2 separate regions of the Sus scrofa genome follow, and region 1 is linked to region 2. Evidence: chromatin contacts called from public HiChIP or PLAC-seq data. All regions are on one chromosome and are shown on one strand. The core of a region is the stretch at or near the end of the contact, and the rest is flanking DNA. Distances in the headings are between cores, read along the strand shown. Region 1 overlaps NTN1 (netrin-1). Region 2 holds the start of NTN1 (netrin-1).

Region 1 (6,666 bases), core at 1,444-3,943, 140 kb after region 2:
CTCCACAAGCAGGTGTCCTGGGGTCACTGCGTGGAGCCAGTCCCCACGGGAGCCCAGGATGGATCTCCACAGCTGTGGCGTGAGCTGCCGTGGAGAGAGGGCCAGCCCAGAGGGTGCACCGCCCCGACGGAGGCCACAGGCCTCCAGGGCAGCCTGTCAGAGGGAGCAGGAGGGGCTCGGGACAAGCCTCCGGGATTGGGGTGCCCTGCCTTCCAGGTCAGCTTTGTGGCGCCCTTCTCAGAGCTGACAAACCACATCTCAGAGAGGAGGTTCGGCCCAGTGCAGCGGGGAGTGGTGTCGGGCCCCTGGGTGTGGAGGGAAGGCCTGGCCGCAGGAGCGGTTTTCCGGTGCCCTGAGCCAGGACACTGTGCTGGACTGTGGCTGTGCGGGTGATGGCCCCAGGGGGCAGGCCGTGCTGCCTTGAATCCTTGGAGCCGTGTGGAAGCCAAGCCCTAGCCTGTTGAGCCGGAAGCGACTCTAGGGCAAGTATGGACTCTGTCCTTAGTGGGGAGCCGTCGGAGGCTCAGAGAGAGCGAGGCGCTGATCCAGGGTCGCACAGCATTAGTGGCAGGGCAGGGTCAGACCGGGATCTCCTGACGCCCATCTGAAACATCTGTGTGTCCTGAGCTGGCTGTTCCCGGCTGATGACCTGGAGCAAGGACAGTCTGGTTCTCCTCTGAGCTGGGAGGCCCTCCAGCCCGCGTGGTCGTGAGAAACCGAACCCTGCTGCCTTCTCAGGCCCCGGGCTTCCGCCTGCTCTCACCTTCCTCTTTGTGGAAAAACGAGTAGGTTGTGCCCCAGGCCCAGGTGCTGCCTGCTGCGTGCAGAGGGGTGACTTCCCAGGGACCGGCCTGACCTCTGCCCCAAGTGGCTGACTTCCAGGGAAACAGGAGTCACCCAGCAGCTTCCTGTGGCGGAAGATGTTCTGACCCAGACCTGGTTCTCGGCAGAGTCAGGGTGGCCCTGCGCTCCCCTGCCGGCTGTGGCGCTGTGTGTGCAGGAGCGTCTGTGGCATCTCCACGTGTCTGGGTGTCTCGGGGTGTGGGGCTACAGCAGGATCCCTTTGGCTTTCTCTCCCTAAGGACCAGGGCCGGCGTCTCCTTGGTAACCAGTGGGCAGCTCAGACCTGCTTCCTGTGACACAGCTGGCCAAGTCCCTTGTCCAAGGCATTCGAGGACCCACTGCAGGCTGTGGTCACCCGGCAGCGCTCCCCACACCTTGAAGCTCACCCTTCTTTGCACAGAGGGTGTAACTTAGGCTTTCCTTATTCATGGGCTTTGGGGAAGCGGCCTTCCTTTGGGACCACGTAGCTTGGAATTGAGAAGGAGCACAGTGAAAGTCTCTCTTGGGACCGCATTTGGCTGCACGTAACGGAGATTCCACCTGGCCTCGATGTCACTAGGGATGCGTGTATGTCTCCTGGCAGAACAAGAAGCCTGGGGGCAGTCCGGGGGGCGAGGGCCCTGGCGATGCACTCAGAAATCAGGCCTTTCCATCTCCCAGCGCTGCTCCCTCTGCCGGCAGTTCTGTTCAGTCCGTGGGCTCCTCTGTACGGTCATGCCAAGTTCATAGCTGGTGGGAGGACCAGAAGGGTGTTGGAGGAGGGTGTGGATGTGCCCGAGTGTTCCCAGGTGTCTGGGTGGCTGTGCTGCGCTGCAGGAGGGCTCCACCGTTGGGGGTGGTTCCACCCTTTGTGTCGTGGTCTGTGCACATGGGTCAGAAGAATTTTCCAGCGTGGCGAGGTGAAGAGAAAGAAGAGTTTGAGATATGAGATGGATGCTGCTAGCGCAGCAGGATGACTTCCTGATGATCTAGGGGAGCTGCTGCCCAACATGTAGTCATGTCTGTTTTTATAGCCCTGGGAGAGCAGCGGTCACATGATACACCTGCTGACCTGCTGATTGGTTGAGGGCAGAGGGGTCCTATGATACACTTGCTGGTTGGTTGGGGGCATATAAGGCCTCTAGAGAGGTGGGGTGAGGAGTGGGCCACATACCTTTCCTAGTCGGGGGCAGGAGGGAGTTGGCCAGGTGGCTCAAGGAAGGGGAGGGTATATTACAGTCAGATGGGTGGGGCCAGGATAAGGGTCTGGGAATTCTTGTCTTGGCCGGAGGCTTCGAGGTCTGTCTCCTTGAAGGGCCTTGAAGCCTACCTCCCTGGAGGTGCCCTAAGCAGCCTCCAGAGCCCCCGCCCTCTGGGACCCAGCCAGCTTCTCTTGGGGAGCAGTAATTTGCGTGGCAGCCCAGCCTCCTGTCTCTGGGAATCCAGGCAAAAGGGCCTGGCAGAATCTTGGGAGAAAGATTCGGAAGCCACACAGCAAAGCGCCCTCTCTTTTAATCAAAGGATGGGCCTAAGGGTGTGCCTGCTCCACAAAGTGGCACAGCTGCCCTGCATCAGTGAGGATGGCCCTCAGCTCTGCCCACCCCAGCTGGCAGCACGCCAGCCGCGCCATCGAGGGTCCACCTGCTTCCTGGGCCCGTGGGTGAGGGCGCTGCACACCCCTTCCCACCAGGCTCTGCTCTGGGCCAGCTCCGGCCTCGGCAAAGATGACCTGGACCTGGGGGTGAGTGGGCTCTGACCCTCCAGTGACCAGGCAACCTTCGGTGACCTCTGTCTGGCCAAGTCCAAGGCCCCGAAGTTACTGGCACACAGCTGCGTTCCGTCAGCGCGGCGGGGAGGGCGTCTTGGCATGGCTTTCCGGATTACTAGCAGGCCTGCGAAGCAGCCACGGGAGGTCAGCTGGCAGCAGCCTCGGCAGTCCATGGCCACCCGATGCCCACGCCCACGTCACGGGCTTGGGCACCTGGTCCCATGCTGGGCCCTCTGCTCTCATGAGGCCCGCTCAGAGATGCTCCTCGGGCTCCCTCTCCGTTCCCATCACAGACGGATCTGAGAGGCTGGAGGGGAAGGTCAGAGGTCACCTCCCCTCCTCCCATGATCATCCACAGCAGGCATCCGGGCTGGGGGGGGAAGAAGAGGAGGAAGAGGAAGAAAAAACCAAAAGGGAATGAACTTGAATTCATAGATTTAAGATGCGTTTCTAACAAAAGGACTCGCTGCTCCGTACAGGGGAGGGGTGGGACAGTGCCCTGTCCCCCCCAGGTCGCGTCCCCGGCCCTCCTCTAACCCGACACGGAATCCCCGTGGCCCCGACCCCCACTCCCAGGGCTTCCAGAAGCGCTCTCGTGTCCACAGCTTCACAAACCGTTCCTGACCTTCCTCTGCTTCCCGCCGCCGCCTCCCTCCTCCTTCCTCTGCCTCCTGCTCCTCCGCAGCCACTCCTGGGCCCGAGGCCGACCGGGTGGGAGCGGCTGGATCTTCCCCCAGAGCCTCGGGCCTCACGCTGAGCAGCTCCGCTGCGGGGAAGAGCTAATTTGGCTCTTTGGGGAGCTCCGCTCTCACTTATTCCCGTGGAGATTTTTTCCATTTGGGTTAGAAACAGAGCAGCTCTGGCACCAAGTGAAATTCCTGCAGGCTGTCCTCCTGCAGACAACTCCCTACCCTCTCCAGGATTCCCTGGGGAGGGCGCGGGGGGGCCCGGGGAGGTGGGGACAGGCCGAAGACTGGCCTCCTTCATCCTGCCTCCCCTTGGCTTCCCGCACTTTGGGTCCACTGCCTGCATCCAGGGTGGCAGGGGACTGTATCTGCAGGTACCGCAGATCTTGCTCAAGCATCGCGGAGTTAGGGGGTGTCTTAGTCCACTTGGGCTGCGCTAGCAAAACGACCAGAGGAGTGCCTGTTGTGGTCCAGTGGGTTAAGGACCCAGTGTTGTCTCTCTGAAGATGCAGGTCCTATCCCCGGCCTTGCTCAGGGGGTTAAGGATCTGGCCTTGCCGTGACTGAGGCATAGGCTGCAGCTGCAGCTCCAATTCGACTCCTCACCCGGGAACTTCCATATGCTGCAGGTGCAGTGGTCAAACAAAACCAAACAAAACCGAAAAACCCGCTGTGGGCTGGGTGACTTAGACAACAGCTACGTCTTGGTTTTGGAGGCCGGGAATCCAAGAGGAAGGTGCCTTCGGACTCAGCGTCTGCTGGAGGCTGCCTCCTGCTCCGCAGACTGTGGCCTCGCCGTGCGCTTGTAGAGAGATCCTTCTTAATTCCTCCTCCCATAAGGGCGCTAAGCCCACCGCGAGGGTCCCACCTCATGACCTCCGTCAAACTGAGTTACCCCCCAAGGGCTTCACCTCCTAATGTGGGGGGTGAGGGCTTCAGCGTATGAATTTGCAGAGGGGAGCGGGACAGCCATTTAGTCCGCTGTAGAGGGGATGTCCCCTCAAACTCCTCTGGTCATTTCATGGCTGGGATCGGGTCCTTGGAACACAGGGAGGGAGCCTCAGGGCACAGTGTGACAAGGGGGGGCAACCCCAGCGCTCTGGCCTGGTCTGAATTGGGAGGAGGGTTGTGGGATGCGCAGCCAAGGACCCGAGAATCAGGGCTTCGTGGCCCCTCGCAGCTTGGGCCACCCCTTTCTGCGAGGCCCTGGAGCCACTCTTTGCATCTGGAGTTCAGCGATCCCCGTGACGCTTCCTAGTGCTGCACCTGCTGCGTTTCGTGTTCCGAAGCCTGAGTCTCAGACTGCTGGCTGCACGTCACCGTGGGTGGACAGAGCAGAGTGGGGATGGCAGTCTAGGAGGGGTGTCACACCTCCCTGCTGACTCCCTCTGACCTGGCAACCCTCAGTGCTCCATCAGGCCCCTCCCCCCGGGGTGGGGAGGACCAAAGCCTGGGGGCCAGAAGCTGGCTGGGGGCAGAGGGGGCAGAGGGCACGCACCAGCCGGTCCAGGGCAGGGGTACCCCCAGTTCCGCCTCCTGCACGCGCTATAACCCCACAGCGTGTGTTGGCCTTCTTCCCAGGGTTCCATAAGGGCCTCTGGACATTCCTGCTGCCCATACACTCCTTTCAAGGCCGTCAGTTCTCATTCTCTTCCTCCGCTTTCAGGTAGGCAGGTGGTCCATCATCAGAGCTTCTGGAACGTGCGGGCTTGCCAGCCCCAGCCTCGCTCTTCCGCTGGGCTGGGGTCCAGGGCACTGTTGGCTGGGGAGGGCCCCCCCAGGGGTGCGTGTGTGTGTGCGTGTGCGTGTGTGTGTGTGTGTGTTCTGGCCACTGCTGCCCTCTGACCCCATGTTGTGTGTTCTCTGCAGCCTGTGATTGTCACCCGGTGGGCGCCGCTGGCAAGACCTGCAACCAGACCACGGGCCAGTGTCCCTGCAAGGACGGCGTGACCGGCGTCACCTGCAACCGCTGCGCCAAGGGCTACCAGCAGAGCCGCTCCCCCATCGCCCCCTGCATAAGTACGCGGGAGCCGCCTTCTGGAGGCGGGGCTTGGGCGGGGGGCGGGGCTTTCCGGAGGCTGGTCTCCCCGCCCCCATCCAGTGGGGGTAGTGCTGATTCCCGTGGATCTCTGCGCTCAGAGGGGCCCCATGAGACCTCCCCAAGCCCATCTGTGTCTCTCTGTTCTGACAAAGACGAAATTTCCTGTTCCCCCAAGGGAATCAGGCTCCTCCCCTTTCCCCGGGTCCTGCTCCCATATTCCACCTTGACCCTGGGCCTGCAGGGAGTGGGGGACCTGAACCAGGGGCGGCCACTACTGCTGCTGCGGGCATGCCAGGAGCCCCTGCCTCTGGCAGACTCGGAACAGAAAGGACGGAGTCCACAAGGCCTTGGAGAGAAGCCCGGCAGGGCTCCCATGCAGGCCCCCACCCTTAGGAAGGATGGCAGCCTCCCCGAGGTCCTAGAGGCCCTGGCAGGCCAGCTGTCAGCCCCTGAGATGCCAGAACCTGGGGAGGGGGATGAGCAAGGTGGCAGGGGCCACTCAGGGGCTTTGCGGTAAGAGTTGTAACATCTCACAACTGGTAGGATCGCTCAGGTGTTCCAGGTGGAGGGGCTGCCCTGGGTGGAAGTCAGACCTGGCTGGGCACTGCTGGCCTTGACTGCCTCGATTCCTTGTGCAGGGCCGAGCCCAGAAAGGGGAATGAAGGAGGAGAAAATCCAGCCCACTTGGCAGACCCCAGAAATAAGTCTGCCTCTCTGGAGCAGGGGTGTGCACCCCGCCTGGGGATTTGGCCCACAGCCTGTTTTTGTGTGGCTTGATGGTTTCTTGCTTTTTGTTTATTTATTTGTTTTTTTAAAAATGCTTTTTAAAATGAAACAAAAACGCAAAGACTAACAATTGATGACCTGTGAAGATGGTATGAAATGAAGAGTTTTGTGTCCATAAAGTTTTACGGGACCCAGCCATGCCTCTTTGTTCCTCTGCTGCCCGTGGCTGCTTTGAGGCTGTAAGGGCAGAATCGAGTAGTTGCAGGACACACCCACCAACCCCGGCTTTAGGTTTTCAGTGCCTGGAGCTCCGGCTGGGTACCAGCTTCTCAGGACAAGTTGGAGGAGCCTGGAACAAAGAGCCTGAGGCAGGAGTTCCTGTCATGGCTCAGTGGTTATCAAACCAGACTAGCATCCATGAGGACGTGGGTTCGACCCCTGGCCTCACTTCATGGGTTAAGGATCCTGCGTTGCTGTGGCTGTGGTGTAGGCCGGCAGCTATAGCTCTAACTGGATCCCTAGCCTGGGAACCTCCATATGCCATGCATGTGGCCCTAAAAAGCCAAAACAAACAAACAAAACAGCCTGAGGCAGAAGCAGGAGGCTGGGGGGCCCCCTCAGCCC
Region 2 (6,258 bases), core at 3,493-5,992:
AGCCATCTGGTCTGTTGTCTGCAGAGCAGAAATATCCAGAGTCACAGGCTTCTGACCCATTTGTTTGATGACAGGAAGCCTCCTGGGCCCTTCAGCTGCCCTTTTTTGGACCAGAGAGTCTGGGAGGGAATTCTTGCGGCATCCAAACCTGTGTCAGAGATGACCAGCTGGCCCTGAGACATCAATTGGCAGGAGCGATGGAATGTGTACCAAAAGATGCAGCTGCCTGGGCTCAGGGGAGCTCCCGCCTTGCTTTGCGAAACCAGCTGAATTCCAGGAATACCAGCAGGGGGGTGGGGGTGGGGGTGGGGGTCGGGTCGTGTCCTACCTGCCTCTCCAGCCAGACGAGCTGAAAGTTGGGGTGGGGAGTTAGGAGGGGGGTGTGCACGCTGGTGCCATAGCCGCCGAGAGAAAGGAAGGGCCAGATGCGAGGACCGGAAAGAGCCGTGTAGCAGGTGGAGGTGAACGTAATTAATGGAGCCAGCGAGCAAGCCTGAACGTGCCAGTGTGTCAGAACCTTGTCCCCAGGAGCCCTGGTCTCGCTGGCCCCATTCCTGAGAACGCAGCGCAAGAATAGCCTGAGATTGACATGCCAAGCGAATGTACAGCAGGAAATTCTCATAAGCCAGGGGTTTGCTCAGAGGCCCTGGCCCCTGTGGCTAAAATCAGGATTATGTCTGTGCTGATTTACTTCCCAGCTGGGTTTTAGGAAAAGCCTCAAACAGACCACTGGGTTGTGCCCGAGATTGGCAGGCAAGACCAGCCTCCCTCCTGAGGCCTCCCCTTCCCGGACAAAGAGCTAACACCAAGAGAGATGCTTAGAGGCCAAGGCCCCTCCCACAGCCTCCCTCTCTCTGGAACCCCCTTCCAATCCCGGCTCTAGTTCCAGACAAGTGTATTTGTGTAGAGGAGAAAAAAGCCAGTGCCTTTTACAAGTTGAGCCCTAAGCAGACCCAGTGCCAGCTTTGCTAGAAATGCCCCCGAACAGTTTAGACCCTGGTTCTCAGCAGAGCTGCTGTTGTTCCATTGAAAATGTGTGGTGAAGGGGTTTTCGGCTGTCACAGTGACGGGGGTCACACCCCTGCTATTGAGGGGTCAGGAATCAGAGGGGCCAGGCCTCTGCAGTGCACATGGGGACAGTCACAACCCAACTTCCTGTACAACTTTTAAATGTCCCAATAGATGTTCAAAAGACAAAAAAAAAAAAAAAAAAAAAAAAATCTGTGCCCAGGGTTTTGATTGTATTTTGTCTATGAACACAAAGAATTTGTTTTGTCTTGATTCCCAGTTTTCACACACACTAATATTTCCGGGAAGGCACCTTGACCCAGAACTGTGTTGACCCCTTTTGGAAAATCATGGTGCCCGGGGCAGCGCCACTCAAGATGTGTGAAGCCCCAAAGCAACACACCCTCTCAAAGGCCATTTGCTGCTGGCGTCTTCTCGGTAATTCTCCTCAGGTGTGCGAGCATTCAGCTGTTTCTTTGTGCCATCTAATGTCGTCGTGCCCAAGCATTTGCATATTGAAATGCAGTTATTTTACCACCCAGAAGTTTCTTTTTATGTCTTCCTTATATTACTCTCAGGGCATTGTACGGGCATGGGGGAGAAATTATGTGTGTCGGAGAACTACGTCGTCTATAAATTTCATTTCGGGATGGAGACGGGAGGGTGTTACCAATCTTTGTAATAAAAAGGAGGACGCGGTGGGAAAACTCGCCGCTGTGGGTCGGGGGTAATGCATGAGCTGGTAGGGACCAGGCTTTTTTATTCACACAGATGCACTGGTTTCTCTGGATTGGAAAGAACTTTTTTTTCCAGTGAGTGGCACTGATTAGAGACGTTTACCGCCTAAGAGGTGATATTACTATATACGGTTCACAGGTGGAACCGCAACCGCAGCGTATTTGCATGGTTTCGCCAAGTCCAGGGTTAACTGTTCACGGGACCCAGGGGCCATTTTCGTTGCCCGAAGTGGTGCGATTGCGCCACCTAGTGGCACATGGGAAAATAGCAGGTCTGTGCTTTAATTGGCAGATGCCTAACGATAATAAGGTAATATATCAAGAGCTAACATTTATGGAGTGCCTAACCCTTATGGGGTGCCTACCACGGGCTATCACTTTTCCTAGATTAACCCATTTAATCCTGACATAATCCTTATGAAATAGGCACTGTTGTCCCCATTTTGCATACTGGGAAACCTAGGAACGGAGAGGGTAAGGGACTTGACTTTGTCACAGGGGCAGCTAGTGAGAGGCAGGACTGGGATTTGAAACCTGGAGGCCTGGCTCTACAGTTGCTACTCTTAGCAACTGTGCTATAGCCTTGCTGTCCTGGGGGACCTTATCCCGAGAGCCAGACTAGTAAGGCCTGCAGCCATTTGGAGAATTTCCAAAAGAGAGGAAGAAGAGCAGAAAGTTCATACGTAAGTATTAGGACATGGTAAGATCCGGAAGAGTCTTGCCTTTGTATGCACCGTGGAAATCTTTGTGCCGAAGCGTGAAGAGGGTGCTTGATTCCTTGGGCGATTCAGAGGCCTTGAAATGGCTAATTCCCCAATTATCCTCTAAGCTTCACAAGAAGAGAGACACAGTTGGTATTTTTTCATATAATATCTGTATTGTGATACAACTCACATGCCATACGATCCATCCCCTTAAGCTGTACTACGCTTTTGGTAGAGTCACCGAGTTGTGTAATCCTGGCCCCAATCAATTTCTACCACCCTCAGAAGAAAGCCCACTCGCATTAGCATTCAGTCCGCATTGCCCCCAACCCCCGGCCCCAGCCCTAGGCCACCACACATCTATTTTCTGCCTCTACAGATTTGCGTTCCCTGGACATTTCATAATAAATGGCACCAGGAAATCTGTGACTGTCGGTGACTTTTTCACTGTCTTCTAGGTCCATCCACCTTGGAGCATGTATTAGTCTTCATTCCTCCTTCTGGCTGAATAACGTGGCTTTATATGGATAGACCCCATTGTATTGGTCTAGCCATCAGTTGATGGACATTTCGGTTGGTTCTACTTTTTGAGACTATCATGAATAACGCTCCTACGAACATTTGCGTGCATGTGTCTGTGTGGGCATATGTTTTCGTTTCTCTCGGGTACCTACCTAGGAGTGGAATTCCTGGATCACAGGTGACTGCACGTGTAACCTTTTGAGCAACGGCCAGGCTTTTCCAATTTGTTTCCATTCCCACCAGGCGTGCAGGAAGCCTCCAAGTTCTCCACAGCCTTGCCCACACTTGTTATTATCTGTCTTTTCTATATATCCGTCCTCGTTGGTATGAAATAGTGTGTTACCGTGGGGGGGGGGGTTGCTTTTTAGATTCCCAGACTGTTGGAGCCGGATGGGAGCACAGAGATCATGTAGCCGGCGTGTTCATTTTCCAGGAGAAGCAGAGAAGGGGACAAGAGAAGGGACGAACCCAAGGGCACAATTAGTAGAGGAGGCAACTCAAGCCAGATGGCCCCCAAAAGATGGAAAGGTCTGAATGAGGCTCTTCTCTAAAACCGAGGAGACATTTCTGCAACCATCAAAATCAGAACACGATGAATTAACAACGCCTAGTCACAAAGAGTCACTTCATGGCTCCTCTGAATCACGGATCACAGATCAACGTAAGCTCTTTCTGCCCATTTCCCTGGTTTTATGCTAACCACACCCCTGTCTGGCAGAGCCGGAAGGGTGGTGGATTCTCTGTCCTATGGGATCTAATGTCTAACTAGGGTCTGTGTAGGTTAATAGAGAGGCATTCTCGGCCGTACTCAAAAAGTGCCCTCTCTGCCCTTCCCCCAAGCGTTTCAGTTGTGTGAGAAATTAATTAAAATAAGGAACTCGGAATGAGGAAGACGTTTATATCAAAGACGTCTCAGTGAACACTGAAGACAGAAAAGCTGAGTTAAGCATTCACGCAGTTGGAAATCTCAACAAGCGTCAAAAAAATTTTTTTTGAACCAGAAGACACATACTGGAAAATTCGAACAATGGCCTGAAGCTAGAACCCTGGTTTACGCTCGCAAACGTGTGCCCTGCGGCGTGGGGAGCTGGGCAGAGGGTCCCCAGGTGCGGGCCGCGCGCCTCAACTCCCCCTCCGCAGCTTGGAGGAGGCGCCCGGGAGCGAGGGTTGCTCTCTGCGCGTCCCCGGCCGACTCCTGCAGCTCAGAGGGGTCCTCCCCTCGGGTCCTCTGAAAGTTTTGTTTCAGGAGGGTGACGGGTACATTTCCCTAGTTTTAAGTGGCGACACTTCTCTCTTTCATCCCTCCAGTCGTTTCAGCGGTGGCCGGGGGAGGCGTGTCACTCGCCATCTTGGATCAAGGGCGAGGGGACCAGTTTCGCGGGGACTTGAAGGCGCGTCCTGGGGTGATGAAAGTGGGGGCATAATCGCACGTCCTAGACAAGCCTTCTCAATCCTCGCCTCTTCCCCCTCCCCCACTCCAGCCTCCGGCCCAAGAGAGATTCCTCCATCCACTAAAGCTAGAGGGGTAGGATGGGTGCCTTTCTCGCGAGCATCCGCGGATCCCAAATTATACCCATCCTATCCTCCGGTGCTTCGGGCTCCACTTCGCTGGAGTGGGCGCGGCGGGGCGCCGAGTGGGAGCGAGTGGCTGGGTGCTGCCCCGCCGGGCGGGGAAGCAGGGTGGCCGCGGGGGTGCGGAGCCGCCAGGGCCCGGCCGGCCTGACACCACCTGGCGGAGTCTTGGGGAAGAGTCTTAAAGGCGCGCGCTCCCCGCGCCCGGCGCACTCCAGCGGGAGCCGCCGAGAGCTCGCCTCCCTCTCCCGCCCGGCACCTCGGGAGGTAAGTGCCGTCCGCCGAGCCGCAGTCGGGGCGCGGTGGGGCAGCCCCGGGCGGCCCCGCGCTCGGGAAGCTCGGGTCGGGGCCGCGGTAGCCCGGCGGAGCCCAAGTTATTGGAAGGCCTCGGAGGGCAGCTGGAGCGGCGAGCGCCCGGGCGGGGACGGCGGCGCTGCCGCGGGGCCAGGGCCGTCTGGGGGCGGCCGTCCCCCGCGGGGAAGCCGAGGAGGCACCGGCGCTCGGCGCACGCTCCGGACGCGGCCCCGCGCCCCGCGCCCTTGGCGCGCTCCGGCCGCGCCTCCGGCGAGCCTAGCCCGCGGGAGCCGCCACCCTTGCTCCGCGCGTTGCCGCCGGCCGGGGGCCCCCGGCAGCCCGCTTGCCCCGCGGTCGCGTCCGGTCACGCCGGCAGGTCGCGCTCGGCGGCCGGCCAAGCCCGCCCCAGCCGCGCCGCGCCCGCGCCCGCGCCCCGGGCCACCCCGCCCGGCCTCTCGGCGCTGCGCCCCTCGCCTTCCCCAGCTCCAGTCGCTCGCTATTTTCACACCTCCCAGTGCCCCGGCCCCGGCGCCTGATTCAGTGCTTAGTAATTAATTTGGCGTTTCAGAATGGTCAGCGGGCTGGATAATGGGCGCATTCATCCCCCGGGCTAATCTGAACAGAGGTGGGAAGAAAGGCTTTCACAGACAGAAAATGCCATTCGCTGAGTGCTCAAAGGGGCTGTCACTCCCAGAATAAATCGCCGCCGCGCCCGCCGGCTCCTCTGGCCATTTCCATACAGCCCGGCCCGCGCCGCGGACCCGCCGGCCTCGGCCGCGGCTCCCGGGAATCACTCACTCGACTGCCTTCGACGGGAAAGTCGGGCGAGAGCGAGACCCAGGCGGGGCCCGAGGGGAAACGGAGAAGCAGGGGGCTCGGGTTAAGGCCACAGGGGACAAAGAGCTTGATTAGAAAAGCAAATGCTAAACTAAGACGGAGGCGCAGCTAATTCCAGGCGCGGACCTTGGAGCTGGGCTGGGGGAACATCCGTCCCACATCCCGCGGTTCGCCAAAGAGGAGGATGCGCGGCCCAGAGCCGACCGCAGCAGCCCGAGGTCACACAGCAAGCGTCTGGATCTCCAAATTGTAAATGGAATCCAGGGCACAAGCACTGATCCTAGAGGCAAGGCTTGCCTGACCCTCGACCGAAAGTTTAATCCCGGGTTCACTGCGACATCAGCTCTTTGCCCGCGGGGCTGGGAAGGTGACACAGTGCCCTCCGCGGCCTCCAGCTCTTACTCCTGCGTGGACCCTGGGGTCTGCTCCTGGGGTATCATTTGAGTGGGTGACGGTGCTTTATCCTCTGACTTCGGGTCACTCCAAGGGATAGGCACAGGCTCTGAAAGCTGGGACCTCTCCCTGGTGGCGACACCTGCTCTCTGGGGAAGGGGGATCGTACGCTGCAGCCGCGGCCCCAACCG

What was found. HiChIP or PLAC-seq counts read pairs in DNA pulled down with a chosen protein or histone mark.
Region 1: an H3K27ac HiChIP or PLAC-seq map of skeletal muscle shows a contact between it and region 2, with 7 times the contacts expected there. The contact joins the enhancer-like site here to the promoter of NTN1 in region 2. A contact is called at or near these places in 1 of 5 promoter capture datasets (liver), 5 of 47 Hi-C or Micro-C datasets (epiblast stem cells, mesenteric adipose tissue, retroperitoneal adipose tissue and 1 more) and 1 of 2 datasets of contacts at active chromatin or transcription factors (skeletal muscle).

The regions. Positions count from the first base shown.
Region 1 is chr12:54,230,873-54,237,538 of Sscrofa11.1, forward strand. It overlaps NTN1 (netrin-1), which reads left to right. Exons shown (of 8, transcript NM_001044548.1): 4 at 5,145-5,294. Among named protein-coding and RNA genes, the nearest start is that of TRNAE-UUC, 78 kb to the left of the region's middle. Within about 2 kb of position 2,694, at least 14 of the 83 cell types and tissues checked have an H3K27ac peak or open chromatin away from gene starts, as enhancers often do. A contact at or near this core is called in liver, mesenteric adipose tissue, retroperitoneal adipose tissue and 1 more, where this site is marked.
Region 2 is chr12:54,084,725-54,090,982 of Sscrofa11.1, forward strand. NTN1 (netrin-1) reads left to right here and starts at 4,743. Exons shown (of 8, transcript NM_001044548.1): 1 at 4,743-4,810.